Linked DNA regions of Mus musculus: regions 1, 2 and 3 are each linked to region 4. A link is a contact called in public Hi-C, HiCAR-type and HiChIP or PLAC-seq data. All regions are on one chromosome and are shown on one strand. The core of a region is the stretch at or near the end of the contact, and the rest is flanking DNA. Distances in the headings are between cores, read along the strand shown. Region 1 has its middle 26 kb from the start of Bend3. Region 2 overlaps F930017D23Rik (RIKEN cDNA F930017D23 gene). Region 3 overlaps Mtres1 (mitochondrial transcription rescue factor 1). Region 4 holds the start of Rtn4ip1 (reticulon 4 interacting protein 1).

Region 1 (7,453 bases), core at 4,309-6,808, 450 kb before region 4:
TAAATATTTAAAACAACAACAACAACCACCCAGTAAGATAAAGAATGCTGGAGCAGAATACATGGCCTTGACTGGGTTTCTGTGGTGCTAAGGATCGAGGTCAGGGCTCCCTGCATGCTAGACCAGCAAGCACTCTACCCTTAAAAGATGACTTTATACAACATGTGAGCCCCATAGGTGTGGTACATGCCCGCAACCCTAGCCTTCAGTAAGCGAAAGTCAGAACACTAGAAGCTCACCCCAGTGGCATACCTTCTCCAAGAAGGCCACACCTCCCAATCCTTTCTAAACTGTTTCACCAACTGAGGGCCAAGTATTCAAACCATGGGCCTATGCAGCGATTCTCATTCCAACCAGCACACTACCTAGCAAGGCCGGTCTGCGTTACATGAGGTACTCTCCAAATTTAAAAAAAAAAAAAAAAAAAAAAAAGTATTTCCTTTTTATTTTTCTTGCTAGGCATGGGGACTTCCATCTTTAATGCCAGCAGAAGCAGGTGGATTTCGGAGTTGAGGCCAGTCTGATCTACAGAGAAAGTTCCAGGACAGCTATGGCTGCACAAGTGAGCTCTGTCCGTAAAGAAAAATGTAAAACATGGAAGGAAACCATAGGGACAAAGAAGGGCATCATCATATGCTGTTTGGTTTCCTTTGCTTGTTTTGAGACACGGTTCAATGTGTAGACCTGGCTTGCCTGGACCTTGCTCCGTAAGCCAGGCTGGACTCATACTCCTAGAGATCCACTGGCCTCAAGGATTAAGGCAGGTGACGCCATGCAGGGTGCCATCATATGCTGTTATCGTTCCAGAGAACAACAAGGAGCAAGATGAGGGAATCATCGAAATACCTCGCTGGGCAGTGGTGGCGCAAGCCTCTAATTCCAGTGCTTGGGAGGCAGAGAGGCAGAGAGAGAGAGAGAGAGAGGCAGAGAGGCAGAGAGAGAGAGAGAGGCAGAGAGGCAGAGGCAGAGAGGCAGAGAGAGAGGCTGAGAGAGAGAGGCAGAGAGGCAGAGGCAGAGAGGCAGAGAGAGAGGCTGAGAGAGAGAGAGAGAGAGAGAGAGAGAGAGAGAGAGGCAGAGAGGCAGAGACAGACAGACAGAGAGAGAGAGTGAGAGAGAGAGAGACAGAGAGAGAGAGAGAGACAGAGAGAGAGAGACAGAGAGACAGAGAGAGAGAGAGAGAGAGAGAGAGAGAGAGAGAGAGAGAGAGAGAGACAGAGAGACAGAGAGAGAGAGAGAGAGAGAGAGAGGCAGAGAGAGAGAGAGAGAGAGAGGCAGAGAGGCAGAGGCAGAGAGGCAGAGAGAGAGGCTGAGAGAGAGAGAGAGAGAGAGGCAGAGAGGCAGAGAGAGAGAGAGAGAGAGGCAGAGAGGCAGAGAGAGAGAGAGGCAGAGAGGCAGAGGCAGAGAGGCAGAGAGAGAGGCTGAGAGAGAGAGAGAGAGAGAGAGAGAGAGAGAGGCAGAGAGGCAGAGAGAGAGAGAGAGGCAGAGAGGCAGAGAGAGAGAGAGGCAGAGAGGCAGAGAGAGAGAGAGAGAGAGAGAGAGAGAGAGGCAGAGAGAGAGAGGCAGAGAGGCAGAGAGGCAGAGAGAGAGGCAGAGAGGCTGAGAGAGAGAGAGAGAGAGAGAGAGAGGCAGAGAGAGAGAGAGAGGCAGAGGCAGAGGCAGGTGGATCTGAGTTTGAGGCCAACCTCTTTCTACAGGGTTAGTTCCAAGATAGCCAGGGCTATGCCTCAAAAAACAAACAATGAAGATTTGTGTGCTTCTAACCATACAGCCTCAAAAATCACAATCCCTTCCCCCACAGGCACAGAGACACACACGTGGAACAAACTGTAGGGAGAAACAGATACTAACATGTACATTTCAAAAACTGATCAAGTAAATGTGGTAGCTCATGCCTGTAACCACAATACTGGGGAGACTGAGGCATGAAGGATCATGAATTCAAGGCTAGCTGGAGCTTCATTAGAACACCGCCCCCCCCACCCCCATGCAAGAATAGATAAAGCTTGAAGGCATAACCCTTTAATCTAATCACTTGAAAGACAGAGGTAGGTGGATTTCTATGCATTCAAGGACAGCCTTGTTTTGAGACCCTGTCCAAAAAAGAAAGAGAAAAGGAGAAGGAGAGGGAGAAGAAGAAGAAGAAGAAGAAGAAGAAGAAGAAGAAGAAGAAGAAGAAGAAGAAGAAGAAGAAGAAGAAGAAGAAGAGGTGGAGGAGGAGGAGGAGGAGGAGGAGAGAGGAGGAGGAGAGAGGAGGGGGGAGGAGGAGGGGGGAGGAAGGGGAAAGGAATGGGAGGGGAAAAGAGGGGAGGAAGAAGAAAGGAGGAGGAAGAAGAAAGTGAGGAAGAAAGAAAAGAAAGAAAAAGAAAGAGGAAGGAAGGAAGGAAGGAAGGAGAGGACTCTAAAAGCTGAGGAAATGGCTCGGTCTGTAAAGCATTTGCTGTGTAAGCATGAGGAACTGAATTTGAGTCCCCAGAACCAATGTAAAATCAATCAATCAATCCATCAATCCAGGGCCAGGTGCACAGGTGCACTGTAATCTCAGAACTGAGAAAATCCCATCAGCAGGACCCCAGGGGCCAGCCGGGCTGGTCAAATTGTGGATCTCTTAAATTCAGTGAGAAACTGTCTCAAAAACAGCGGGGTGCCAGGGTGGGGGTGGGAGGTGGCAGAATGTCTCAGGGGGGGTAAAAGCTTGTACCACAAGACCCTGGAGACCTGTGCTCTGTCCCCAAACCCATGGAGAAGTGAGATAACCATGTTCCTGAGGTTACCATCCGTCTCCCACAGATGTACCATGGCACACTGGGGACCCTCCCATCACACACTTATAATATACACCCCCCAAGGTAGAGGAACTGATATTCATGAAATGCCCATATTAAAACTTTAGAAACAACGAATAAGCTCATGGGATGAGCTGTGTCTGCATGTCTCCACACCCTACGAATTGTCTGCCAATCAGCAATAGTTAACTTACAGGCGGAACTGTTTAACTTACAAAGATGACTTTCGCTTTGTTCTATTGATACCTTATGCATAAAAGGGATTCAGTGAACTCGTGTGCATAAGATATTTATCACAATGTCTAATTTCATCTCCTTCATCATTTTGTCTAAGAGGCCTCCCCTCAATTCTAGTTATAAATCGATACGGTAAAACCCGACCACAGTCGGCCACGAATCCAGGCGTGTGAACTGTGTTTGTGAAGCTGACAACGGAGTGGCTGGTGGGGGTTCACACAGCTGAGGACTCTGGGAGCCCAGCTAGCCATGTTAAATTCATGCCAGGCCTGGCTACAGTTTGATGCCACCTGGTGGCAGTAGTGGTCCTGTTTGGAATACCATAGAAGATGACTGAATCCAGAGGTCCTACTGTCCCGACTGTCCCAGGTAGCTGTGATTCAGAGGCTCAGCGAGGGGTGTGGGGGAGGGGCGCGTGAGGATCAGAGTTCTCACGCCTGCCCTCTTTTCTTTCAGAAGTCCACATGCATTTCTTCTGCTGTGTGGCTGCAGCTCAGACCCAGAGCTGCTCCTGACCACTAGCATAGCCTTTAATTCCCATCTCCAGTCTTTATTTATCCAGTTCCAACAGAAGCTAAGCAGGGAATGGGAGCAAGTTCTTGTAAATTTTGCATAACTAAAATTACATCTACAGTTATGTGGTTTTTCTTTTTCCATTTCTCTGTGTGTGTGTGAGCACACACGCATATGTTTTATGCAAGTTTGCATATGTGTGGGTGCACACGGACGCCCAAAGCTGATGTCCACAGTCATCTTCAATAACACGTCTTTTTCACTGAGGCAGGCTCTCTCAGTCAAACCCTGAACTCAGAGGTATGGCTGGTCTCATTAGCCAACTTGCTCTGGGAATCCCTTCTGTGTGCCTTCAGAGGCTAGCATGGCAAACGAGCCACCATACTGTCTGGAGTTTCACGTGGTGGGGCTGGTGAATCAAAACTCCAGCCTCAGGCTTACAAGGCAAGCACTTCAACCACTGGGCCATCTCCCCAGTCCTAAGTTACAGTTCATCATTTTTAAAAAAGATGTAGTTACTTTATTTTCGGTGTATGAGTGCTTTGACTGCACATATGCATGTATGTACACCATGTGCATACGTGGTATCCGCAGAGGCCAGAAGAAGTCAGAGCCCCTGGAACTGGAATCACTGTGAGTGACCATCGGAGTTCTAGGACTCAGCCTTGGGTGCTCTGTAAGGATACTGTGATCTTGACCACTGAGCCATCTCTCCAGCACCCAAGTTTGTTTGTTATGAATGTGTATAGTCATGCAGCTTTACTGTGGTTATTTATTTATTTATTCGAGACAGGGTTTCTCTGTGTAGCCCTGGCTGTCCTGGAACTCACTCTGTAGACCAGGCTGGCCTCGAACTCCGAAATCCACCTGCCTCTGCCTCCCAAGTGCTGGGATTAAAGGTGTGTGCCACCAGCTAACAAGACTTTTTATTAAAGAGTTTTTGATTATTCTAAATGTTTAGTTGGATTTTTTTTAAAGTCTTTATTATAAAACCTGGTATGGTGGAACATACCTGTACCTGCTGTAGAGGCAGGAGAATCAGGATTTTAAGGCTTTCATGTCTACATAATGGATTCCAGACTAGTCCAAGCTGCATGAGACCCTGTCTCAAAAACAAACAAACAAACAAACAAAAAACAAAACAAACAAAAGACAGAGAAAGAGGTGAGAGAAAAGGAGAGGGTATGTGAAGATAAAAAGATTCATTCCATCCAGAGGGTAGTAATCTTCTTGCATAAATGTTACCAATCTTTCAAGAGCATCATGAGTTTGAGGCCACCCTAGGGTATGTGCCAACACATTGTCTCAAAATAAAAACAAAATGTCGTGCTCCTTAGATCTTCATGGAGACAAGGCTGTAAAGGGTCAATGGTCAGTTCCTGGATGTCTGTCTTGGCCTCTCACTCTTCCTGGCATCTCCTAGTTCAGACAGGGAGTCTGAGAAACCAACACTTACTGAAAGAGAGCTGCAGAGCCAGAGGTCTGGGACCAGGGTCTCCCTCTCTCTCCCCATCTCTTGTCACAGTCAGTGACTACATTTGTCTTTCAGGAAACAGCCAAGCACCAAGCTGGTTGTCACATGTTGGAAGCTTTGTGGCAAAGGTCAGAAGAAGGCCTGCTTACCAGCATCTTGGCAGGCTTACCTGCTGTCTGTCCTTTCTGCCCTGCCCTCCCCTCCAGCTACTCAAAAGTGTGAATTACAATACTGTATTACCCACTTCTCTGCCTCAGCTGTGGCCCACAGCTTCCCCATCCTTCTCAGGTACAGTCCTGCTCAGCCACCCCCACCCCCACACACACTCCCACCACCCATGCGACCCCCTCCCAAGCCTCTATGCCATCTCCCAGATCCGTTCTGTCTCCTTGCTCACCCCCCACTTGTTTCCTCTGATGTTTCAGGCTTTTCCTCTCTGCTTCCAGGGCTAGCCTCTGACTGAAGATTTAAAATGATCTCTTGCCTACCCATGTCTTCATTCCCTAAAGACTTGCAAGTCTACATGGAGTTAATTTTGAAAGCTTTGTCACATGAAAACTGGCCAGGCCATCAGCCAAAGAGCTCTCCTGCCAGGACAGGCATGCTTAGCCCTATATTTAGGTCCTAAGCGGTCCCACTCACCTCTTTCTATAACTGATAGGAGCCACACTCACTCCCGGTTAGAAGAATTTAAGCATGAGAAAAGCGCATTCACTTAGTGTAGCCTAGACCAGAGACCCTGTGGTAGGTAACTAAAGTCACTTCTTTACCTGCTTTTTGCCAAATACACTCTGTACATTTTACGCAAGTATACTGTTGATTTACTGGGAATAAGAGGGGTCGCATACCTGGGCCACAGAACTCCAATAATCCACATTTACCTGATACTGCCTTCTGAGTAGTCTACATGTGAAAGTTTAAAATTTAGCTGGGTAATGGTGGCACACACCTTTAATCCCAGCATTCAGGAGGCAGAGGCAGGCAAATCTCTGTGTTTTGGAAGTTAGCCATCTCAAAAAATTAACTATTAATTAATTAAAATCGTTGGAAGCGAAGAAGCTAGTCCTTAATTTTTTTTTTCAGATGTAGGAGCTGAAGATATGGCTCCGTACTCAAGAGTGCTTGCTGCTTTTGAAAGAGACAGCTTCAGTTCCCAGCCCCCATGTGGTAGCTCACAACCATCCATTCCGAACTGCAGTTGTAGAGGAGTCTGACACCCACTTCTGACCTCCGTGGGCACCAGGCACCCACTTGGTACACAGACATAATATGCAGGCAAAACTCATACAATAAAATAAATAAGTGTAAAAACCTTTTTATTTTTAATTGTGCTGGGTGTGGTGGCACACACCTTTAATCCCAGCAGTTGGGAGGCAGAGGCAGGCGGATTTCTGAGTTCGAGGCCAGCTTGGTCTACAAAGTGAGTTCCAGGACAGCCAGGGCTATACAGAGAAACCCTGTCTCGAAAATAAATAAATAAATAAATAAAATTTTCTTTGTCCTCTTTTGAAACAGGGTTTCTCTGTGTAGACTGAGTTTCTCTGTCCTAGAACTTGCTCTGAAAACCAGGCTGGCCTCAACCTCAGAGATCCACCTGCCTCTGCCTCCCAAGTGCTGGGAGACGCCACCACCGCCCAGCCTAATTTTTTTTTTGGGGGGGGGGGAGGGGAGGTTCGAGATAGCCCTGGCTGTGTGTGTAGCCCTGGCTGTCCTGGAGCTCACTTTGTAGTCCAAGCTAGCCTCGAACTCAGAAATCTGCCTGCCTCTGCCTCCCGAGTGCTGGGATTAAAGGCGTGCGCCACCATGCCCAGTCCAGCCTAATTTTTTCTTTTTTTCTTTTCTTTTCTTTTTCTTTTTTTTTTCTTTTTTTTGATTCTTAAGCTGACTGCAAGAGGGTTTATTGTACACGAGCTACACTTGGCCACAAGAGAACAGAGCTAGTCCAGAGTGCCGGGGGTCCAGGGCAGAGGGCCAGCGGGACTGTTTTGGTTGTAAGAAAGGCGGTCATTTCTCCAGGCGATCGCAGCGAGGTGACGTTCCAGGTCTACTGAGACTCATTACCGATGGCAGCACACAGTCCGATAGCTTGTCCCGGCCCTCAGCATCCCTCACTTCTGCTCCTGCAGGCGTCGTGGGTGCACCGGCAGGCTTACTTGGACCTCTGCCTCATCTTTCTTCTCTTGCGCTTCAGCCTGCGCATTCTCTTCTTCCGCCACTTCGCTCTCATGGCGCAGGAGTCTCAAGGAAGATGGCGCTAAGACCGAGCCCAGCCTAATTTTTAAACATTTCAACTTAGACTACTCAGAGAACAGTAGCAGGTAAATGTGGGTTGTTGGAATTCTGTGGGCTGATTTCCCTCAAACTCTTGCTGACTCCAGAGGCCTGTATGCTCCCTGTGCTTTCTGCTGGTGCTGATTATATAGGTCAGAAGGTCACTGGGTCATTT
Region 2 (6,458 bases), core at 2,149-4,648, 280 kb before region 4:
TGGCTGCCAGCACGAGACACAACCTTGACCACCTCTGAACACAGCTGGCAGATGCTGACTCTCAGGAAACACTTCCCAGAAGATTTCACCTCAGTGATGCTGGTCTCTTCTTAATCACTGCTAATTTCTTAGCTCCAGCTGAATAGCATCAATTGTCCCAGTAATACAAAGGTAAGTCAGCAGTTCTTGTCTCTTATTAATCACATCTGATTCTTTAGCCCCAACTGAATGGAACCATGGACTCTTAATTCAAAATATCAAATGGTCCTGATAGAGTCTTTAAACTTTCCTCTGAGACTCCACAAGCCCCGCCTCAATCATCTTCATTGCTCTCAACATTCTTGTCTTCCAAGCTTCTACAGAACATCCCACTCAGTTCTCAACACCCAATAGCCTTTCTCAGGCACAGTTCCAAAGTCCTACACTCCTCCCCAAAACAACACGGTCAGCAATACTCCACTCGCCTGGTACCAATTTCTGTCTTAGGATTTCTATTGCTGTTATGAAACACCATAACCAAAAAGCAAGTTGGAGAGGAAAAAGTTTATTTGGCTTATACTTCCATATCACTGTTTATCATCAGAAGAAGTCAGGACAGGAACCCAAGCATGGTAGGAACCTGGAGGCAGGAGCTGATGCAGATCCCATGGAGGTGTGCTACTTACTGGCTTGCTCAGCCTCCTTTCTTATAGAACCCAGGACCACCAGCCAAGGGATGCCCCACCTACAATGGTCTGGGCCCTCTCCCATCAATCACTAATTAAGAAAATGCCCTATGGGCATGCCTACAGCCTGGTTTTATGGAGGCACTTTCGTAATTGAGGTTCCCTCCTCTCAGATGATTCTAGCCTGTGTCAAGTTGACATAAACCAGCCAGTACCTTCTTCTAGTCTCTATTTTTTGGGTATGTGGGGTTAATTTCTTCAGCTTTCCAGTGCAGGTAGAAGAGCCTAAATCTCAGTAATTCTGGCACAGGTTGACAGGAAGTAACCCATGCAGGCGGGCAGGCACGGGAAGTGACCCCCCATGCAATGCAACCCCATGCAGACCAGATGCAGTTAGTCCATCATTTGGTTTAGGGATGATGCACACACAAATGGAGTCAACAAGAACACTGACTCCTTCCTCTTTCTCTGGGAGATGCTTTAGTTACATTTTATAAATGATTGGTGGCTCCCATAGTATGCAGGCACATCTGTCTGTGTACCTCTTGCTTTTCCAGTGAAAAGTTACTTGTTCTAAGTCTAGATCCTTAAGAACAAAACAAAACAAAACAAAACACTGTTTAATCTTGTCTCCATTACCTGAAAGTTCTATCATACAGTTGGAATGGAAATTTGCTATACCTGATAACTTTTTAAATACATTAAATATGTATATAGGTTCTTCATTAGAAAACACGATCAGAAGCAACTTAAAAATTCACAAATATAAAACTATTCTAAAAAATCATAAAGGGTTGGAGAGGGCCGAAGTTAGGTGGTCACAGTGTGTGCTGAGCATTTCCAGGACCCCGAGTTTGATCCATAGCACTGAAAATAGCAATGACAATGATCGCAAGACTAATGATGCTAACAGATCAAAGTTTACTCATAAAATACTATAAACCATGAGAAATAGGAAGTTTACCAGATACCATTGGAAAGATGTTTAGATATGCCACTGAGAAAAATGTCAATATATTTATGTAAAAAGAAGGGAAGCCACGTGTACATAGACATCTCCAGCAGGATGTACAGAGAATGGGAGAAACACTGGATGGGTGAGGGTGAGGGTGGGAGGATGGTGAGAGGAGGTTGGGGGGGGAGGTGAGAGGGGTGAGGGTGGGAGGAGGGTGAGGGTGAGAGGAGGGTGAGGGTGAGGGTGGGAGGAGGTGAGGGTGAGAGGAGGGTGAGGGTGAGGGTGAGAGGAGGGTGAGGGTGGGAGGAGGGTGAAAATGAGAGGAGGGTGAGAAGAAGGTGAGGATGGGAGGAGAGTGAGGGTGAGAGGGGTGTGAGGGTGAGAGGAGAGTGTGGATGGGAGGAGGGTGAGGGTGAGAGGAGGGTGAGAGTGAGAGGAGGGTGAGAAGAGGGTGAGGGTGAAAGGGGGTGAGGGTGAGAGGAGGGTGAGGGTGAGAGGGGTGTGAGGGTGAGAGGGGGTGAGGGTGAGAGGAAGATGAGAATAGGGTGAGGGTGGGAGGAGGATGAGGGTAAGAGGAGGGTAAGGGTGAGAGGAGGGTGAGAGGGGTTGAGGGTGAGAGGAGAGTGAGAATAGGGTGAGAGGAGGGTGAGGGTGATGGTGGGAGGAGGGTGAGAGGAGGGTGAGGGTGGGAGGAGGATGAGGGTGAGAGGAGGGTGAGGGTGAGAGGGGGGTGAGAAGAGGGTGACAATGGGAGGAGGGTGAGGGTGGGAGGACGATGAGGGTGAGAGGAGGGTGAGGGTGATGGTGGGAGGAGGGTGAGAGGAGGGTGAGGGTGGGAGGAGGATGAGGGTGAGAGGGGGGTGAGAAGAGGGTGACGATGGGAGAAGGGTGAGGGTGAGAAGAGGGTGACGATGGGAGGAGGGTGAGGGTGGGAGGACGATGAGGGTGAGAGGAGGGTGAGGGTGAGAGTGGGGAGGAGCTGTGCTCTGCAGTCATGGATGAGTTTATGTGAGGGTTTTGAATAATGTGAAGGTCTCATCTATAGAAGACCCGAATAATTCAGAGTGGGGTGTGGCCTCCTGCTTAGCAAATACAAGATCCCCGGTTTCTTCTCTACCTATGACTTCCCTTCTGCGCAGCTCTGCCCACCTGATTACCCTGGGAACTGAATAGAGCTCTGTATGTAAAGCTACTTTGAGAAGTGTGACTGCTCTTTCCACACAGTATTTATTTCTAGCATTTTAGCCCTGTATGAGTGTCCTTGGGTTTTCCATGTACCTCATGAACTTGTAGTTGAGGACTGAACACTATAATGAACAAAGCATGAAAACAGACAGTAAATTAAACATCTGCCAAGTGTCTTCCAGTTTGTCGTAACATGGCTCAACTGGGAAGCATTTCCCCCTGCACTTCTTTTTGGCTCTTTCTTCATGAGATTCTCTGTGAGTGCCCCCTTAAATATTCAGTACTTCATAGCTGCCTTGCGAGAAGGAGAAGCCAACTCTGGATGGGTCTAATGAGATTCATTAGTAACGTGGAGAGAAGTGCAACGTCAGAGAAAGGAAGGGCAAACAGCTGGAGCCTTAAAAAGCTGGTGCAACCCATGGAGACGCGGGGAAATTCCTTTGTTTACTATTCTGGGGAAAAAGTCCTTCAGATCTTATTACAACACATTAAAAAAAAAAAAAAAGCCAGTGTGAAGGGGGCTCTTGTCAGTCCTAGGGGAAAGAAAGGCCAGAAAAGAAAGAAAGAAAGGTGGTGGAACCTGGATTCCATAGGACCGGATTAAAACAAAGAAGCCCTGCTTGCCACAGCCCAGGGCTCCCCAGAGACCAGCCCACATCTCATTAGTACCTGAACAAGTGGCTTCTGGCCAAGCTGGCAGGAAAATGATGAGAAATCTGAGGTATTCCTGAAGGAGAACTGGTGTGATTAATAAAAAGATGAAGACGCACAGTGCGCCAGCTCCTACGGGGGAAAGAAACCCACCATTTTACTTCAATTTTTTTTCCCTAGTGAATTGTTTTTTCTCTGCACAGTTTATGCCAAGAGCAATCAGTCCATTTTTTCTCCTTTTCCTATATAAGAATATAGTAATTTTTTTTTCTGTAAAAGGCCAGAAAGCTAAATATTTTAGGGCTTGTGGGCCCAACTATCTCTGTTGTAGTGTAAAACATGCATACACATGTGAGCACAGCTGTGTTCAATGAACGGTATTGACAAAACCAGCCCGTGACTGTGAGCACGAAAATAAGGAATATTTTAAAAGTCTGCACCCCTCACACTTTCAAAGGCTCAAAGATTGCTGAAAAGAAAACCTCTGAGGACATTAGAAAAGAAAATAGGAAATTCATATGGTCACTTCAGAATGGAACCAAACCTAACTTAGATTATATACTTATTTGCTTATTCAGTCACCCATGCTCTCTCTCTCTCTCTCTCTCTCTCTCTCTCTCTCTGTGTGTGTGTTTGTGTGTGTGTGTATGTGTGTAGGCCAGAGGACAACCTTGGGTGTTGTTCTTGATAAGGGTGTCTCCCTGGGGTTCACACTGGCTCTCCAGTGAGCCCCACGGATCCACCTGTCTCTCTATCTTTAGCCCTGGGATTAAAAGCATGGGCCACCACGGTTTGTACATGTGTGCTGGGGTTCTGAGCCCAGGTTTTCAACTTTTCCATACATCATTAGGAAAAAGTTGCAGAGTGTGTGTATGGAGTACCTTCAGTTGTATTAAAATGAGGAGGTGCTACACACATCTGTGTTTGTACAGAAATGCTTCTGGACACAGTAAGCCAGTACTACGGTTCCCAAGTGAACGGTGGAATCAAGAACTGCATGTGTGTATTATAGAGATAATTTTTATTCTTATTTTTTAGTCTTTGATGACTTGATACTATTATTAAAGACCACAAGAATCACATAAACAGCCTTATCACATACAAAATTTGTTATTTGCAGATTCATGGGAGCATTGCATTATAGCGTTTTGTGTTTTGTGTGCTAATAGTAGAACTGGTAAATACTAAATATTGAAAAGCTTTCCTATTCTGAGTGGAGAGCGGACTAGGTAGGAGAATCAGCTGATTAATCAGTACGGACACAGGAAGATTAGTGTGTGTGATGGAGAGAATGGTTGGGCTGCCTCAGCAAATAGCATGCTTCCTGTCAGGTACACATGTCTCTGCAACGGGGGCACACTGTAGAGAATGACGGCTTTATCATCTTTCCAAACAATTCTGAGGTTCTATAGTTACACAGACACACACACACACACACACACACACACACACTCTCTCTCTCTCTCACACACACACACACATATATATATGAAGCATATGTATGTATAATTTGTAATATGTATAATATATGTGGTGAAGTATGGGTCTGAGAGATAGCTCAGTAATTAAGAGCACTGATGTTAATTCAGTTTCCTGTACCCATGTGACAGCTCATAACCATCTATAACTCCAGACCCAGAGGATCCTATGTCCAATTCTGGCCTCTGGCAGCACGTGATGCATAGACATACATGAAGGCAGAGCAAACGTACACATAAAATAAAAATAATGTATTTTCTAAAAAAATGAGGTAAACACCATTCATTTTATCATAATATGATATTTTAAAAAAGCAAGTTGGTGATTTATACACCTTCAAAATTATTTTGTGGGTTATAAGGAACTAACTAACAGTGGTAGATGGAGAGCCAGAACTCTTGGCGATGGTGGGAAGGCCGAGGCCACACAGGACGTCACATCAGGCTAAGCAGTCCCGGCAGACGCCGTGTACAGCTTTTCCCTTTTGCAGGTGGAGTAGGACAGGGCACAGCACAGCACTTTCTGGAACTCCATGCACTGGGCAGACAGGATATTTTAGGGACTGCCTAGAAGTTACTGACATTGATTTTCAAATCATCCCTGTTTGTTCGGCTGGCTAACGCCTGGCAGCCAGTGCCTCCCAGAGCTCCGACTTGAAGTCTGCCTCAGCTGATGCCCACAGCTCGGCTGGATATAGCCACAGATAGACTAAAGGTGCTTGTTAATTTTTTATAACAAGAACGCTGGACCATATAAATGCAGGGCTTTCTCAAGAGCGGTTGGAAAGCTGACAGAGGCTGCATTGTGAGCTAGTAGTCTGGCAGGTCCCTCTCTACATTTCCTATTCCTACCTTGCCTTCCTCCTCCCCTTCTTTTAAAATGACTTCTTTAGGCCTCCTGAGAAATGATTGAGTGGTTTGTGGGGGATAGTGTCGCCACAAAGTCTAAAAAGTAGTGATGAAAAAATGTAAAGACACCCATAGACACATGTGTTTTATTTCCCATTGTGTTAGTGTGATGATAGTCTCTCTCTGTCCCTCTGTGTGAGTGTGTGCGAGAGTGCACCCCTGTGCCTGCACGTGTGTGTGTATGCATGTGTGTGCGCAGAGGTAGAGGTCAGCAGATCTTCTGCTCTATCACTCGCCACCATCTTTCCCTGACACAGTCTCACTGAATCTGGAGCCAGGCTGGCAGCCAGCAAGCTCCAGAGAGCCTCTTGTCTCTGGGCTCCGGCAGGCAGCGCTGGGCTGGGGTTGTCGGCAGGCTATGGCTGGATTTTTACACCGGTGCTGGGATCCAGATTCAGCTTCGCTTAGCTTGCTTGCTCTGTAGTGGTCTCATCCACTAAGCCGTCTCTGGAGCCACTCTGATGGCTTCAGGGTGATGTCAGAGACACTGGCAGGTGCAAAAAGACAGCAGGTACATTTCAAGTGGGACAGTGAGAGGGAAATGAGGTTCTAAGGTTTATGAAATTGCTAAACTTTAATTTTATGTGCTAACCTGGCTGGGCCACATTGCCCAGG
Region 3 (6,809 bases), core at 4,008-6,507, 370 kb before region 4:
TTGGCTCTACTCTGCTTCATGTAGACTTAGTTCTTCGGGTAACACTCTTGGAGGGTTAGAACACGCGTCAGTCTATCCTGAGAAGACCCTGTGTATTTCCTACTGCTGCCTCACACTAAATTGTTTATTCTCTTGAGCCAGGAGTTAAACACTTCCAGTAAAAGTGTTAGATACTAAACAGTGTGTTTTGTGGGTTATAGAAACGGTCTTACCTGTGTGTATATATATACATATGTGTACAAACACAATACAGATATATAAAAGAACATTAAGAAATTGCACTTTACATATATGGGTGTTTTCTCTGCATGTATGTCTGTGAACCACATACATGCCTTGTACCCACAAAGGCTAGAAGAGGACATCAAACCCCCTAGGTAGGACTGGAGTTACAGTGGTGAGCCACCATGCAGGTGCTGGGAATTGAATTGGAGTCCTTCAAAAGAGCAGCCAGAGCTCTGAACATAAAATGTAAAGCCATTCTTAGCTTGAAGGCCACTGCGCCAGCCTCTGGCTCTCTTGATTTATCCAGCAGCCCTAAAAGAAAGCATTCCAAATGGATTCTAAGTAGCACAGTTAGAATTAGGGGGTCAATTTTACTCCTTCCGAACAACAGAAGACAAACCAAAGAGAACCAACACTGGGGTTCATCGAGACAACTGGTAAAAGGTTCCCCCAGAGGTTATCTTGTCGTGACCTGAAGGACAAACATGACTCTGCTGGCTTTGGCCACAAGATACCTTAAACATAGCCCCTACACCAGGGAAATATTTAAAGGGACACTTAAGGAGCCAGGAATGGTGTTACATATATATTCTATAATCCTCACTCTGGACAGTTACAGGCAGGAGCAACTAAAGGCCAGCCTGAGCTATCAGACACTCCCATCTCAAAAAATAAAACAGACGTGGTGGTGCCTGACCACGTGGTGTCTTTAACCCTAGTACTCAGGAGGCAGAGGAAGGTGGTTTTGAGGCTAGCCAGGGTTACACAGTGAGACCCTGTGTGTTGGTTTGAATAGGTATAGCCACCACAGATAGACTCCTATGTTTGAATGCTTGGTCACAGGGAGTAGCACTATTAGGTGTGGCCTTGTTGGAGGAAGCATGTCACTGTGGGGGCAGACTTAAGATTTCATGTGCTCACAAAAGTGGCTCACAAAGTCTCTGTCTGCTGCCTTCAGATCAAGATGCAGAACTCTCAGCTTCTTCAGCACCATGTCTGTCTACATGCCACCATGTTTCCTGCCATGGCAATAATAGACTAAACCGGGGGCTGGAGAAATGGCTTAGAGGTTAAGAGCACTGACTGCTCTTCCGAAGGTCATGAGTTCAAATCCCAGCAACCACATGGTGGCTCACAACCACCTTTAATGTGATCTGATGCCCTCTTCTGGAGTGTCTGAAGACAGCTACAGTGTACTTACATATAATAAATAAATAAATAAATAAATAAATAAATAAATAAATAAATAAATCCTTTAAAAAAAAATAGACTAAACCTCTGAAACTGTAAGCCAGCCCCAATGAAATGTTTTCCTTTATAAGAGTTTCGGTGACCTCTGACCCACCAGCAACCCTTGAGCTGGTCCCACTGGGTCGGGAAGCGGCACCCGTCCCCCTAAAGTGGAGCGTCCGCCATGGCCAAGTACCTGGCCCAGATCATTGTGATGGGTGTGCAGGTGGTGGGCAGAGCCTTTGCCAGGGCCCTGAGGCAGGAGTTTGCAGCCAGCCAGGCAGCCGCTGACGCTCGAGGGCGTGCTGGGCACCAGTCTGCAGCTGCATCCAATCTCTCTGGCCTCAGCCTCCAGGAAGCCCAGCAGATTCTCAACGTCTCCAAGCTGAGCCCCGAGGAGGTCCAGAAGAATTATGAACACCTATTTAAAGTGAATGATAAGTCCGTGGGTGGCTCTTTCTACCTGCAGTCAAAGGTTGTCCGTGCAAAGGAACGTCTAGATGAGGAACTCCGAATACAAGCCCAGGAAGACAGAGAGAAAGGGCAGAAGCCCAAAACGTGACTGCTGGGCTCTCCACACCCCAGCCATTGCCTCATAATTTATAGCCTAGTAATAAATGTCTTTTGCGTGTTTAAAAAAAAAAAAAAAAAAAAAAAAAAAGAGTTTCGGTGGTCATGGTGTCTCTTCACAGCAATAAAACCCTAAGACACACCATCTAACAAAAAACAAAACAAAAATCAACAATAAAACAAAACCCACAAAGAAACAAGGCCAATGTATTTTACAGTGACTCCTGAGGTAGTTAATGTGGGAAATGTCAGACAAGCTGTAATGTCCTGCCGGGCACCTTTACTCCCAGCACTTGGGAGGCAGAGGCAGGCGGATTTCTGAGTTCGAGGCCAGCCTGGTCTACAAAGTGAGTTCCAGGACAGCCAGGGCTACACAGAGAAACCCTGTCTGGAAAAACAAACCAAAACCAACAACATCAACAAAAACGCTGTAATGTCCTTTCTTGGCCTGGGCTCCTCCAGAATCTGTCTCTGCACACAACAAGGGGGCTCTCAGAATGCCAGGTCTAAGGGAGCACAGGCCAGCGCCAGAGGGAAACCCACAGACCGCAGCTTCCACAGAGTGCTCCGGTGACCCCATAAATGACAGGAGAACTTTATTTTAATAAAAACGTCCTCTTTTTATGCTCCCCCACCCCCTGACAATTAGGAGGCAGTCTGTGGGAGAAGTGATGTTTATTTAGACAGAGTCTTTTTAGGCAGCTTTAAGCTCTTCCATCGGCGCAACACCACCCGGTGCTTGTCGTTCTCAGTCTTCTCTTCATAGACCTTTTTCAGGAGAATTCGCATCACCACCTCTGTTCCTGTCTCTTTGTTCTCTCCAGTGATGAGATCCAAGGTATCTCCCACCTTCACCTGAGGACACAGGGAGACAACCTTTATCCATTCTGGGAAACTTAGGCCAATTCAAACAGCCCTGCTTTGCTTTAATGTGGTGACTGTCACATAGGAAGAGCAAGGGAGACAGCCTGACACTCTTGAGGCTGTCACCCTAGTTCTGAACTGCATGGCTGGGAAGGCATACAGGAGGGGGCCTCAAGCACAGGGGCCAGACTGCAGGCAGCAGTGGCTTCCATCTGACATCCACGCCTGGCCTGCCGAGGATTGAGGCTGGGGAAGGTCATCGGTCAGGTCGCTGAGGGACAAACCTGTCTGTCTGGGCAACACTGAAAGGTAGGGCACAGCCTTAGCAAGAATGTGCAAAAGACAGCACTGCATGCACCAGGAAGAAGGCAGCACTAAGCTTTAGCCGGGATGCCCTAAAATGGGATGGGACAGTTTCATAGACATCAGTCATCATGGTTGCTGGCTGCCCCATGAGAGAGACTCATGGAAAGAGACCAGCTTCAGACCACAGAGGTGGACAGCACACAAGAGGCGAGTTGGCTCCAGGAGCTGAGGCCAAACTAACCTTACCAGAGGACTTGCTGCTAAAGCTTGTCACCCTGGAGAGCCATGTTACCACCAGGCCCTCTGCAAGGACTTGGTCCATGTTTGGCACATGGCAACACCTGGCAGATACCTGGTTCACTCAGCTCATTAGAGAATCTGGCCAGGAACTCAGGAGGTGCTCAAAACAGCCTGGCTACACGCTGCTGTTTCTGCCAAAATATAAGCCAGAAAGAGCATGGTGCTCCCCCTCCCCCACCCCGAACCCCCACCCAGCTTCTATTGAGTAAAGCATCTCATATGTGGGCCGCTGACTCTGTTGAAGGGTCTGAAGGGATTGCTCAGTGATTAACAGTGGTCACTGTTCTTGTTTGCCTTGCTGTGCACATGCTGCACAGACACACATGTGGGCAAAACACCCATTCACATAAAATAAGTTATTTACAGATTTTAAAATGAGTATACTAAGACAAACAAGAAACCAAGCCCCCCCCCCCATAAGCGGTCATGCACAGCTTAGAAACTGGTCCATTTCATTCAGTCACTTCCGTCTTTTAGATGCATTTGTGTGTGGGCATCGGCCTGCGTGGATGGCTAGGTGCCATGTGCACGCCTGGTTCCCCTGAAGGTCACAGGTAGAATGGAGCTCTTGGAATTGCAGCACAGGCAGTTGTCAGCCACCATGTGGTACTGGGAATCGAACCTGGAACCTCTGCAAGAGCAGCAAGCACTTTTAGTTGCTGAGCCATCTCGAGCCCCTAACTTAAAAATTTCGAAACCATTTAGTTTGGGGTGTGGGACACACTGTGTGGAACTTGAAACCTCTGCAGAGCTGTTCTCTCCTTCAACCACATGGGCTCAGGGAAGGGACTTTAGTTACGAGGCTTGGCAGCAAGCACCGCTGTCTGCTGAGCCATCTCACCAACCCAGTTACTTAGGCTGGATATGGTTGCTCATGCCTATAAACCCAGCAGAGGCAGGAGGATTGCTGCAAGTTTTTAGTGAGATCATATTACAGAAAAAAAAAAAAGTTGAAGGAGACAGGAAAGGAGGAAGAGGAGGGGAAGAGGAAGGAGTAGACACTGCAAGAGTATAAAGGGGAAAGGAAGGAAGTCAGGCGTGGGGCCCAAGAGAGATTAATGGAGAGGTGAATACAATCAAAACATATTGCACACAGGCATGAAAAATGAAATGTTATTATGAATAATTAATATGTGCTAATAAAAGTGTTTTTAAAAGGGAAAGGGGAAAAAAGTGATGACATTTCTTCCTTCTAGGGCTCAGACAATGTTTGCTCTTAGTGCAGCCAGCTCCTGGGAGGGGAGTTTAAGGCAGGGTGTGTGAGTGAGTCCCCACACTTTGGCTTCTCAAGCCACCTCCGCAGAGCAGGGTTAACACAGCACCGTGCACTCTGGACCCCGCCTAGACTGCAGAACACACAAAAGCTTTGCTCAGTGGCAGGCGGGGAACAGAGGGATTGAGCTGCAGCACCAGACAAGCTGGACCTCAGGGCCTGTGGCCAGGCTCTGGCTCCACGGAGCAGGCTGGGGAAGCAGGCATGCTTTATTTAGTCCCATCCAAGGCCTGGTCCTCTCAAGACACAAAGCAAAACTGGCTGGGGTTAGGGGCTGTTTCAAATATCTACATTTCAAATCTCTGCTTAGCTGCAGTTTCTATGGCTACCAGGCTTCTTAGTAACGAGGCAGGGAGCTAGTGTTAATGCCGGCCTCTGCCTTTGCTGACCCTCAGGAGGAATCTGGAAAGCGGCTGAGGCAACAGAACACCCAAGGCAGGAGGAGCAGAGCAATTAGGCTGCAGCTAACAATACCTCAAAGCAGGGGAAGAAAAACAGGCTTATGGAGTTTGCAAATGAGTCCAGCCAGGAGGGCATCCAGAGGTACTGCAGCCCAGCCACAGCCCAGAAAGCAATAGAGAAGGGTGGAGAAGGCCCATCTGGAGCAGTGGCTTTTGTGCAGCTCACTGAACAATGGCTGCCGGGTCATCCTGCACCTGCCAGCCAAGGTTATCAGAGCTCCCGGGCCTCGACTAACAGGTGAGACAAGAATGGAGGCCATCTCTCTGTGTCCACACAGGCAGCAACAATGGACTACATCATCCCCAGGAGCAGGCACTCAAAGTCTCAATGTTCACCGATGCACACATGACAGACACACTTCCTGTTCCACACCCCAGGGCAACTCCAGGTAGCTCAGATCCTGCCCTAGCAGGCCTCGGAACATGAAAGGAGAATAAAAACCACCCTTCAAAACCGTCTGCCTCCTCATTACCCCTCAGTGCTGATGGGTTACGCTTCCAAGCAAGGGCCATAGGTTTTAAGCCACCCTCTATCCCCAGACAGGTGTCACACATCTCAGGCTGGCCTCAGATTCAAGCGGGGATGCCCTTGAATTTCTCACCCTTCCGCCTGCCGCATGCTTGAACCTGGGGCTTCTTTCACATGCTCGGCAGGCACCCTACAGGAGAGCTGCGTCCCTAGTCCCACTTCCAAACTTTTAATTAAAGCTTTCTTACATTTTCCTTATTGAGTTTTGTTAAGTGATAATCTCATGGTTAAAAACCATGGTAGAACATCCGTGAGGCAAAGGCAGGCAGATCTCTCTGAGTTCAGGCCAGCCTAGTCTTACTTAGTGAGACCCTGTCTCAAATACACAAAAACCTCATTATCTGTATCTCAGAGGGAGGGTGAGGCAGCCAGGCCCGGCACCTTGCAGCAATGCCTGACGACCGAGTTCTGTCCCTGAAACCAACATGGAGGGTTGGTGGGAAAGAAGCCACTGCTTCACGCTGTCCTCTAACCTCCACCTACATCCATGCCGTGACATGCATGTCCTACACTCCCCACTCCCCAACTAAATATATTTTTTTTAAGCTGGAAAATAAAAGGCATGAAGGAAATTAATAGAGGAGAGCTGGGGAGTTGGCGCGGCAGCCAGGCACAGTTGTTGCTCTTGCAGACTTGGACTTGGTACCCAGCACTCCCACAGCGGCTCACAACCATCCTTAACTCCAGCTCTGGGAGACTTGGTACCCTCTTGTGGCCTCTGTGGGCAGCAGGCATAATTATGCACAAACATATTTGCAGGCATTTATATACATAAAATAAATTAAAAAAATAAAATTCAAAATATAAAAGGCATGAAGAAAATGACTACAGCTGGAGGGGCGGCTTAGCAGTTAAGAGCATCTTCCGGCCAGCTGCCTGTTGCTATTGCAAAGGACCCTGGTGTGGTTCCCAGAAATCACTGTGGCTCACAACCAATCACCTGCAACTCTAGTGCCAGGGGGGTCTTCTGACTTCCACAGGACTGCATGCGCACGCGCACACAAGCAAGACACTCAAGCACAAAGAAAGCTTAATACATTTGAAAGCTTAA
Region 4 (7,103 bases), core at 2,295-4,794:
GCTGTCTGACTTAGTGACGGGCAGGGCAGTCACAGTGGGTGGGGCCGGTGCCCAGGCCACTTACCTGCAGTAGTGCTGCCCTTCCTTAGGGCCATTTTTAGGAACTCTCAATTTGAGAAATCAGTAAGGGAATTGGAAAGAGAAGTGAGACAAAGATGCTAATTAGATGGAATGGCCTGGGCATGGAGTATGAGATGCAAATTGGACAGCCCTCCTGGGACAGAACAGCCATGCCACATCTAAATATAACTTAAAACATTTTCACTAAAAAGCGTTCTCTCCTGGAACTTCCCTGCTAATGGTAGTGGGCTCCTGGTTTTGCTCGGACCTATCTATCCTATCTATCCCGTACTAGAGTCCGTGGGGAAGGAGGGGTGGGCATGCGCTCTCTTGGTCTCCTTGTCTCTTTCCCCTTCTCTCTGAAGGTCATCTGAAACACATCTTCTGGGAGACACTCTCCCCTTTTCCTCCTGTGAGGCTCCAGTCTGCCTGGCACCGCCTTTCACGGCTGGTGGTCTCAGCACCTAGTTCACTGCCACCTTTGTGACTACTGCTGCTGTTGTCATCGTCCTGCTTCAGGTTCACAGCTAGTTGATGGCTCATGCCTGCAATCCTAGCACTGGGAGGTGCAAGCAAGAGTACCTGAAATTTAAGGACAACCTCAACTGGAGAGTAAGTATTGGACCAGCCTGGGCTACAGGAGACCCTGTCTCAAAACAAATCAAATCAAAGCAACCAAAAGCCTCCTCAAGTTGATGCGGAATGCTAGCTGGCTCTCCATTCCCTGACCTTACTTGGTTGTAGCCATTTTCCATAACCTAAACCCTCCCAACTCTTGGTTGCAGCCATTCCACATCTGCTCCTCCTTTCCCTCCTTTGCTCTGCACACAGCCAGCAATGCAGCAAGGACACCAGTGTCAACCTCGAGGAAATGGATTCCCCACTCCTTATAGAGAACAAACTTAGTAAGGCTAGCTTGGGCTACAGAACAAGAGTCTAACTCAAAAAAGAAAAAAAAAGGAACAAATTTGATTTTTCACTAACAGTATATGTGTGATGGCTCTTCCCAGTTGTTAACTTGACTTGACTCTATCTGATATGCCACATACTATGTAAGATTTTATATATATCTCACATACAATGTACGGTAATTGTAATTTTATAAATTAGCATTTATATATATTTAACATATATGTCACCTTTCTTATATATTATATACAAATATATTAGCATATATGCATATATGTTTATATATACATACACACATATTTATATACAGATATGTTAATTTAATGTATATGCACATGTGTATATGTACATATACACATATGTTAACATAATATCTATATATCACTGAAATGGTGCCAGCTGAAAAAGAAAAGACTCTCAAATGGAGACACAAAAGGGAGAGGGAAGCGGTAGGCAGGATAGGTACTCAATACTAAGGTACCAGGATCTACCCAGAGACCCCATTAAGCCATACACTCTAGGCTTTAATCACACAGATCTTTCTAATTGAGTCTAGTGTGGTAACCAGCTGAAGGTTAACTAAGGCCCCAGGTGATTCTGAGTGGGTGAGCAGACTGTTGTAAAGCTTGAAGAGAGTTTGGCCCCAAACAAAGGCAGGCGAGCCATATTGAAGCAAGACTAAGACTTAAGGTGGGACGGTATCTCAAGAGAACAGACTAGAGGGCTTAGTGAGTTGATGGACAGGGAGAGTGAAGGGCAGTGTACAGACCCACGGGTAACGGTGTGCTTCCCGGTTTTGTTCTGGCTTGGGCAATGACACCTCTGCTTTGTTTAGAGTGTTCTGGGCATTTGGAAGAGCCCTCCAGAAGGCCCTCACAGATACGAGCCTGGGCAGGGCTTCTGAAGCTTTTTCTACTCACAATCCTTTTGTGCTAGACAAGCTTTGCAAAGCACAGGTATACTGAGATACAAAGTAGGTATACAAGGCATTAATTGCTAAATCATAAAGGATTTGATTTTAGAACCATTCTATGGAGTCTAGAGTAGTGCCTCAGCAGCTAAGAGCACTGGCTGCTCTTCCACAGGCCCTGAGTTCAAATCCCAGCACCCATAAGGCAGCTCTCAACCACTTAAGACTGTAGTGACATGGGATCTGATACACTCTTCTGGTGTGCAGACATACATGCAGTCAAAAGACCCATATACAATAGATAAATAAATAAATAAATATAGATATTTACAAAATTATTTGGTGTACATAATTCTACTATTAAAGATGAAAGTAAACCTGCATACCAATAAATGCATAGACTTGCTTATTTTTAAATAAAGAATTAAATCCTGGCTGTAGGTTTCCTCAACGTTTTTCATTTTTTTTCAGTTTACCAATATTTTGATTTGATATATCAGTGCTGAGAACACCACTTTGCATAAATATGTTGTACAAAATTGTAGGAGCATGTTTAGCGCCATATTGGGAAAAAGCTGAATAATCTCACATCAAAACTTATTTAGTGATTTTTGAATGAGACTCAAGTCAATAACTCAGCCATTTTTAGAATCAAGCACCTTAAAGCAACAAATCCCAAAGATGCACGCATTTCACACTTAGGGTATGACAAGCTGAAAAACGATTTAGTAAAATATTAAAAGGTTTTGCTTTCTGAAATTAAATAATTATGTTTCTACAAGTTTAGAAAAGTTGCTCATATGTTAAATCTTAATAAACAATACTCTCGATTCTGAGTTGAGATGTTTCCGGCAGCATTTGCTGGGCAGTGCACACATACCCTGCTGCAGAGAGTCGTGAGGAAGCACCGCTGGGTGCGGTCAGAAACACCTTGAACTCACAACTCACAGTTTGATTTTTGAATTAACTTTGCCCACTGTCTCAGGAACACTCCTCCTTCCCTTTCAAAACTGCTGTCACATTTTCTCCTACATTTGTGGTTGCGACCTACAGCTTAAGTAGATGTTCAAACACGATGTGGTAGAAATCCTAGTTTTTTTTTGTTTTTTTTTTTAAGCCACCAATTTTTTTGTTTGTTTCAAATGTGCATGCTACAAAACCGCCCCGTCCCTAAGCGAGCACAGCAGCGACGGGACTGAGATGGCTTGTCTGAGAAACCTCTCCCTAATCGCGCGGGTTGACTGTCGTTCCACTCCACGGCTCAGGGGTTCAAACTTTTTGACGTTCTGACTCTAGGGGATTGACTCAGCGTGTACGGTAAGAGCTTAGGTTCGAATCCCACTTCCCACTCAGGAATGTAGGCGGTCGGGGGGGGGGGGCGTGCCGTGCGGCGTGACCCGGGGCGACCTTGAACTTCCGAGTCCTCCAGTGTCTCAGCCCTCCCTGGTCCCCTCCTGGCCATGTCCACTCACTTCTCGGAGAGTCCGGCCCAGCATAGCCCTCGGAGTCAGCCGGTAGCACCGGGTCCCGGAACAGAGGAAGGAGTCAATCTCTGCCACCGGCGTTACATGGGCGCAGACATCTTGGCTCCTCTTTAACAACGAGCGCCTGGATTGGTCGAGTTCCGGGCGGCGGAAATGATCTCTGCACACGATTGGCTCGCGCGCCGGCGACCGGAGGCGCGCGGACAGGCAAGGAGACCGCGGCCGGGGTCGTGTCAGGAATCCGCCTGACCTAGGAATTGCTAGCCTTGTTTGCTTGTCCCTCTGAGGACTCCCTGCTTGCTTGCTTTTTTTTCCTTAAGGGGAAGGAGAGCGTAAGGAAGGAATGGCCAGTGTACTGACTGGACGCCAACTGGGACATTTCTGACGTGGGGAGCACAGTAGCAATTCTATTTTAATTCCGTCGCGGCTTTAGGTTGAGTTTGCTTCTGAAAGCTCCCCCTCGCTTAATTGACCTGTGGGTTTGGCAGATTTTGGCTGAATTGAAATGTGTTAGTTTGACCTGCTTCAGGTCCTTTCTCTCCACCGTCGCACCCCCCACCCCCGCTCCTCCTTTCTTTTTTCTTTTTCTTTTTTTCTTTTCTTTTTTTCGAGGAAACGTTCTCCATCCCTGCTCAGGATGGGCGTTTTGAAGACCTGTGTACTTAGAAGAAGTGCTTGTGCCGCCGCCTGCTTCTGGAGAAGGACAGTTATCCCAAAGCCACCATTTAGAGGCATTAGTACTACGTCTGCGAGGAGCACTGTCATGCCCGCTTGGGTGATAGATAAATATGGAAAGAATGAAGTCCTTCGATTCACCCAGAACATGATGTTACCTATCATACACTATCCAAATGAAGTCATTATCAAAGTCCACGCTGCCAGTGTAAATCCTATAGATGTTAATATGAGAAGTAAGTTGTCCGGGTTTGTTTGGTTTTAAATCAAAATTCACTGGGCACACAGGTGTTTTGTTGTTTTTCTTTTGAAACAAGGGGTCGTTGTCTAGCCCAGGCTGGCCTCCAATTCATTGTATACCACTGACTAGTCTCCACTCTGCCGCCCTCCTGCTCTGCCTCTCCAGGCCTGGGATTTAGCAGGTGTAGACCACACCTAGTTAATAGACTACATTTAGGTTGGCGTGAGGGAGTCATTTAGGTTTCTTATTACATGTATTTATTTTGTGTTTGGGTGTGTGGAACAGGGCCCAAGTGGAGGTCAAAGGACATCTTGTGGGAGTGAGTTTCTTCCTTCTACCAGGTAGGCTCCGGGCATTAAACTGACCACCAGGCTTGGTAGCAAGCACCACTATAGGCAGAGCCATCTGGTTTCTGATACTATCCCTGCAAATATTTACGACGTTTTGTTGTCACAACTGCTAAGGTATACTTTAATCTTTTATTAAATGTGTTTGTTTCCTTTCACATATGAGTTGGGACCGAGAAGTGATATCTACAGTTAATTTGCTCTGTGGTAATTTTAGGGTCCAGCACAGGCTCCAGAGTTTGGCTATGTTTCCCCATCAGTTCAGAGTCTGGGTCTATGTAATTCCTGTATCCTTCTTGCTGTCCCACGGTTCACAGCTTCTGTTATAGGCCCAGTGTACCAAGCAACAGAGCAGAACTCCTGATAGGGGCACAGCATCCTCGTCATTTCTCATATCCCCATTCCCCACTCCCCACCTCCAGCTTAAATGTGTTTTCTTGTTATACACCCGCTGAAGCTGGGATAATGTTATCCTAATTTCTCTTGCTGGGTCATATTGAACAGCTTGGGGAGAGCATTCCTTAAATGTATTCTTATATTCTATACTGTGGTTCTATTATAGTGGTGAACAAATTGATTTGTATTTATAAATTACTTTAATTCTGGAAAAAACTGGCAAAAATATTGTCAGTCTCGCTTATGGGAACTCACGTGTGTCTTCTGAAGATGAATATGTTCTGAGATGACCAATTCACAGGAAGTTAACTACCTAGTGGTTAAGGAAGCTGCCATGTTTAACCCTGGGTCAGTGTTCTGAAGGGCTTGTGTGGGGGCCTACAGTGGCCTTCAGTGCCTCAGCAGGAGTGCTCATGTATGACTTAGTGTAGGGCAGTGATTGATATAGCACAGGATTTAATTCCAAAGAGGTTTCTGGGATAGAAGAACTGTGTATGTCAGTGAGATGGCCCAGTGGGGAAAGGCACTTGCTGTCAAGCCCAAAGACCCAGGTTCAGTCCCTGTGACTTGCATGGTAGAAGGAGAGAAATCACCATGGAAAGTTGCCTGTGCCACATTTTGCTATGCCCTAAATAAATACAATTTAATAAGTTGTAAAAATAATTTTCCAAAATAATCCAGGAAATTGAGACAAGTTAGCATTGTTTTACACTTCAGTACATCTCTTTGATGCCTTTTACGACATCTGGATTTTCATACATGGTTCTGTCTTCTGTTACACTGTTACACTGTTACTTGAAATAATGATGGAAAGGTTGCCCCATAAAGACTTGGAAAAGAAGATGCTTTTTAAAGACACATTGTTCAGATTGCAGGCATACCAGACCTGGAGAGCCTCTGGGTCTCTACTTTTGAATGTTGCATTTAGCACATTTAGTGACTTCCTAGAGCTATGTTGGTGAGGATAGCGGCCAGTGAGCCACGTATGGCTTTGAGAAGCGCATGTTCCTGGTCTGAACTGAAAGTGCAGTCACTGTAAAATACACTAGACTTCAAATACTTAGTAAGAGAGAAAAGAGTTAGATATATCTTAGTCAGATTTTTATCAGGGACAGAGGTATGGCTCAGTAATAGAAATTCCTTTGTATAGCCATGTAAGGCCGTGGGCAAGATCTCCGGCATTGACAGCAACAAACAACCATAAAACAAAAGCCAAGAATTCTATATTAATTGCATGCTATCTTGATAATACTGTGGATATTTGAGTAAAGTATTCCTGAAATCACTTTCTTTCTCTTTATCTGGTAGATAAGGACTAGTAGCATTTCTTCAGAAGAAATTTAGAGAAAGATTTGGAGTCTTAAAATGTTTGTATCTGGAAAACTCCTGAAACTGGGGGATAGTTCAGGTGATAGCTGCCAGACCGGAGCCCTGGTTTGAGCTCCAACACTGCAGAAGCAGGGTGTGTCAGTGCACACCTGCAGTTCTGGCACTGCAGAATAGAACAGGAGGATTGGAAGGCCAAGGTCATACTTTGCTACACTGCAAGTCTGAGGTTGGCCTAGCTACTCTCACAGAACAGCAGAAAAAACACTAGCAGGGAGCTCAAAGCCATCTAGGGCTGGGCCATTAAAGTGTCTCCCAAAACCAAAATAACAACAACAATTATAATACATTGAAAATATCTTTCCTTCACTGTCTACTTTAACTTTTTTTTCAGTGCTGGGGGTATTTCAACTCTCCCCTGTAGCCTTGTGTAGATTGCTACTCCTAGCTGCATATGATTTTACTTCATTATAAATTTTCTTATTTTTACATTGGGCTTAAAGGTAAATCTGTTTTATAAGATGTGCATATACAATTTGTGGTGTGTACAGTTTTATTTCAGTAGAGAGACCATGTTCAGATGTTTCTTGGCTACTGTTTTATGTAATACTGTAGCACATTTTACTTTTATTGAGGATTTTTGGGACGATCTGGTGTCTTACTACTTGCCTGGGTAATACTTTTGCAAGCTATCTTTCAGCTCACGGCTGCGTTTTGAGACAGTATTACTGTTGTAGAAGATACCTTAAAATGGT

What was found. Hi-C and Micro-C count contacts between places; a contact is called where the count stands out from the background. HiCAR-type assays count read pairs that join an accessible place to other places. HiChIP or PLAC-seq counts read pairs in DNA pulled down with a chosen protein or histone mark.
Region 1: a Hi-C map of cardiomyocytes shows a contact between it and region 4, with 2.6 times the contacts expected there. The contact joins the enhancer-like site here to the promoter of Rtn4ip1 in region 4. A contact is called at or near these places in 2 of 39 promoter capture datasets (both in liver), 3 of 484 Hi-C or Micro-C datasets (cardiomyocytes, cerebellar granule neurons and palatal mesenchyme), 1 of 115 datasets of contacts at active chromatin or transcription factors (bone marrow-derived macrophages) and 1 of 9 other capture datasets (pancreatic islet).
Region 2: a contact with region 4 is called in an H3K4me3 HiChIP or PLAC-seq map of embryonic forebrain, with 4 times the contacts expected there. The contact joins the enhancer-like site here to the promoter of Rtn4ip1 in region 4. A contact is called at or near these places in 1 of 15 datasets of contacts at CTCF or cohesin (the NIH/3T3 cell line), 1 of 484 Hi-C or Micro-C datasets (bone marrow-derived macrophages), 10 of 115 datasets of contacts at active chromatin or transcription factors (acute myeloid leukemia, bone marrow-derived macrophages, embryonic basal ganglia and 6 more) and 3 of 9 other capture datasets (adipose tissue, liver and pancreatic islet).
Region 3: a HiCAR-type map of astrocytes shows a contact between it and region 4, with 2.2 times the contacts expected there. The contact joins the enhancer-like site here to the promoter of Rtn4ip1 in region 4. A contact is called at or near these places in 14 of 39 promoter capture datasets (the 3T3-L1 cell line, 3T3-L1-derived adipocytes, embryonic stem cells and 9 more), 1 of 15 datasets of contacts at CTCF or cohesin (the NIH/3T3 cell line), 1 of 484 Hi-C or Micro-C datasets (liver), 10 of 115 datasets of contacts at active chromatin or transcription factors (the NIH/3T3 cell line, astrocytes, bone marrow-derived macrophages and 7 more) and 2 of 9 other capture datasets (adipose tissue and liver).

What each region holds. Positions count from the first base shown.
Region 1 is chr10:43,449,268-43,456,720 of GRCm38.p6, forward strand. It overlaps a transcript of Pdss2 not described here and the pseudogene Gm3699. Among named protein-coding and RNA genes, the nearest start is that of Bend3, 26 kb to the right of the region's middle. Within about 2 kb of position 5,559, at least 7 of the 459 cell types and tissues checked have an H3K27ac peak or open chromatin away from gene starts, as enhancers often do. A contact at or near this core is called in cardiomyocytes, where this site is marked.
Region 2 is chr10:43,615,978-43,622,435 of GRCm38.p6, forward strand. The region is part of intron 2 of F930017D23Rik (RIKEN cDNA F930017D23 gene); the gene reads left to right. All of the region lies in intron 1 of Gm51800 (a long non-coding RNA gene), which reads right to left. Among named protein-coding and RNA genes, the nearest start is that of Gm51800, 4.5 kb to the right of the region's middle. Within about 2 kb of position 3,399, at least 27 of the 459 cell types and tissues checked have an H3K27ac peak or open chromatin away from gene starts, as enhancers often do. A contact at or near this core is called in embryonic forebrain, where this site is marked.
Region 3 is chr10:43,522,529-43,529,337 of GRCm38.p6, forward strand. It overlaps Mtres1 (mitochondrial transcription rescue factor 1), which reads right to left. Exons shown (of 4, transcript NM_026411.2): 4 at 2,591-2,880. The coding sequence ends at 2,701. It also overlaps the pseudogene Gm9803. Among named protein-coding and RNA genes, the nearest start is that of Mtres1, 15 kb to the right of the region's middle. Within about 2 kb of position 5,258, at least 92 of the 459 cell types and tissues checked have an H3K27ac peak or open chromatin away from gene starts, as enhancers often do. A contact at or near this core is called in astrocytes, embryonic basal ganglia, embryonic forebrain and 3 more, where this site is marked.
Region 4 is chr10:43,898,263-43,905,365 of GRCm38.p6, forward strand. It overlaps Rtn4ip1 (reticulon 4 interacting protein 1), which reads left to right and starts at 3,545. Exons shown (of 9, transcript NM_130892.5): 1 at 3,545-4,274. The coding sequence starts at 4,001. It overlaps Qrsl1 (glutaminyl-tRNA synthase (glutamine-hydrolyzing)-like 1), which reads right to left and starts at 3,474. Exons shown (of 11, transcript NM_001081054.2): 1 at 3,352-3,474. The coding sequence starts at 3,375.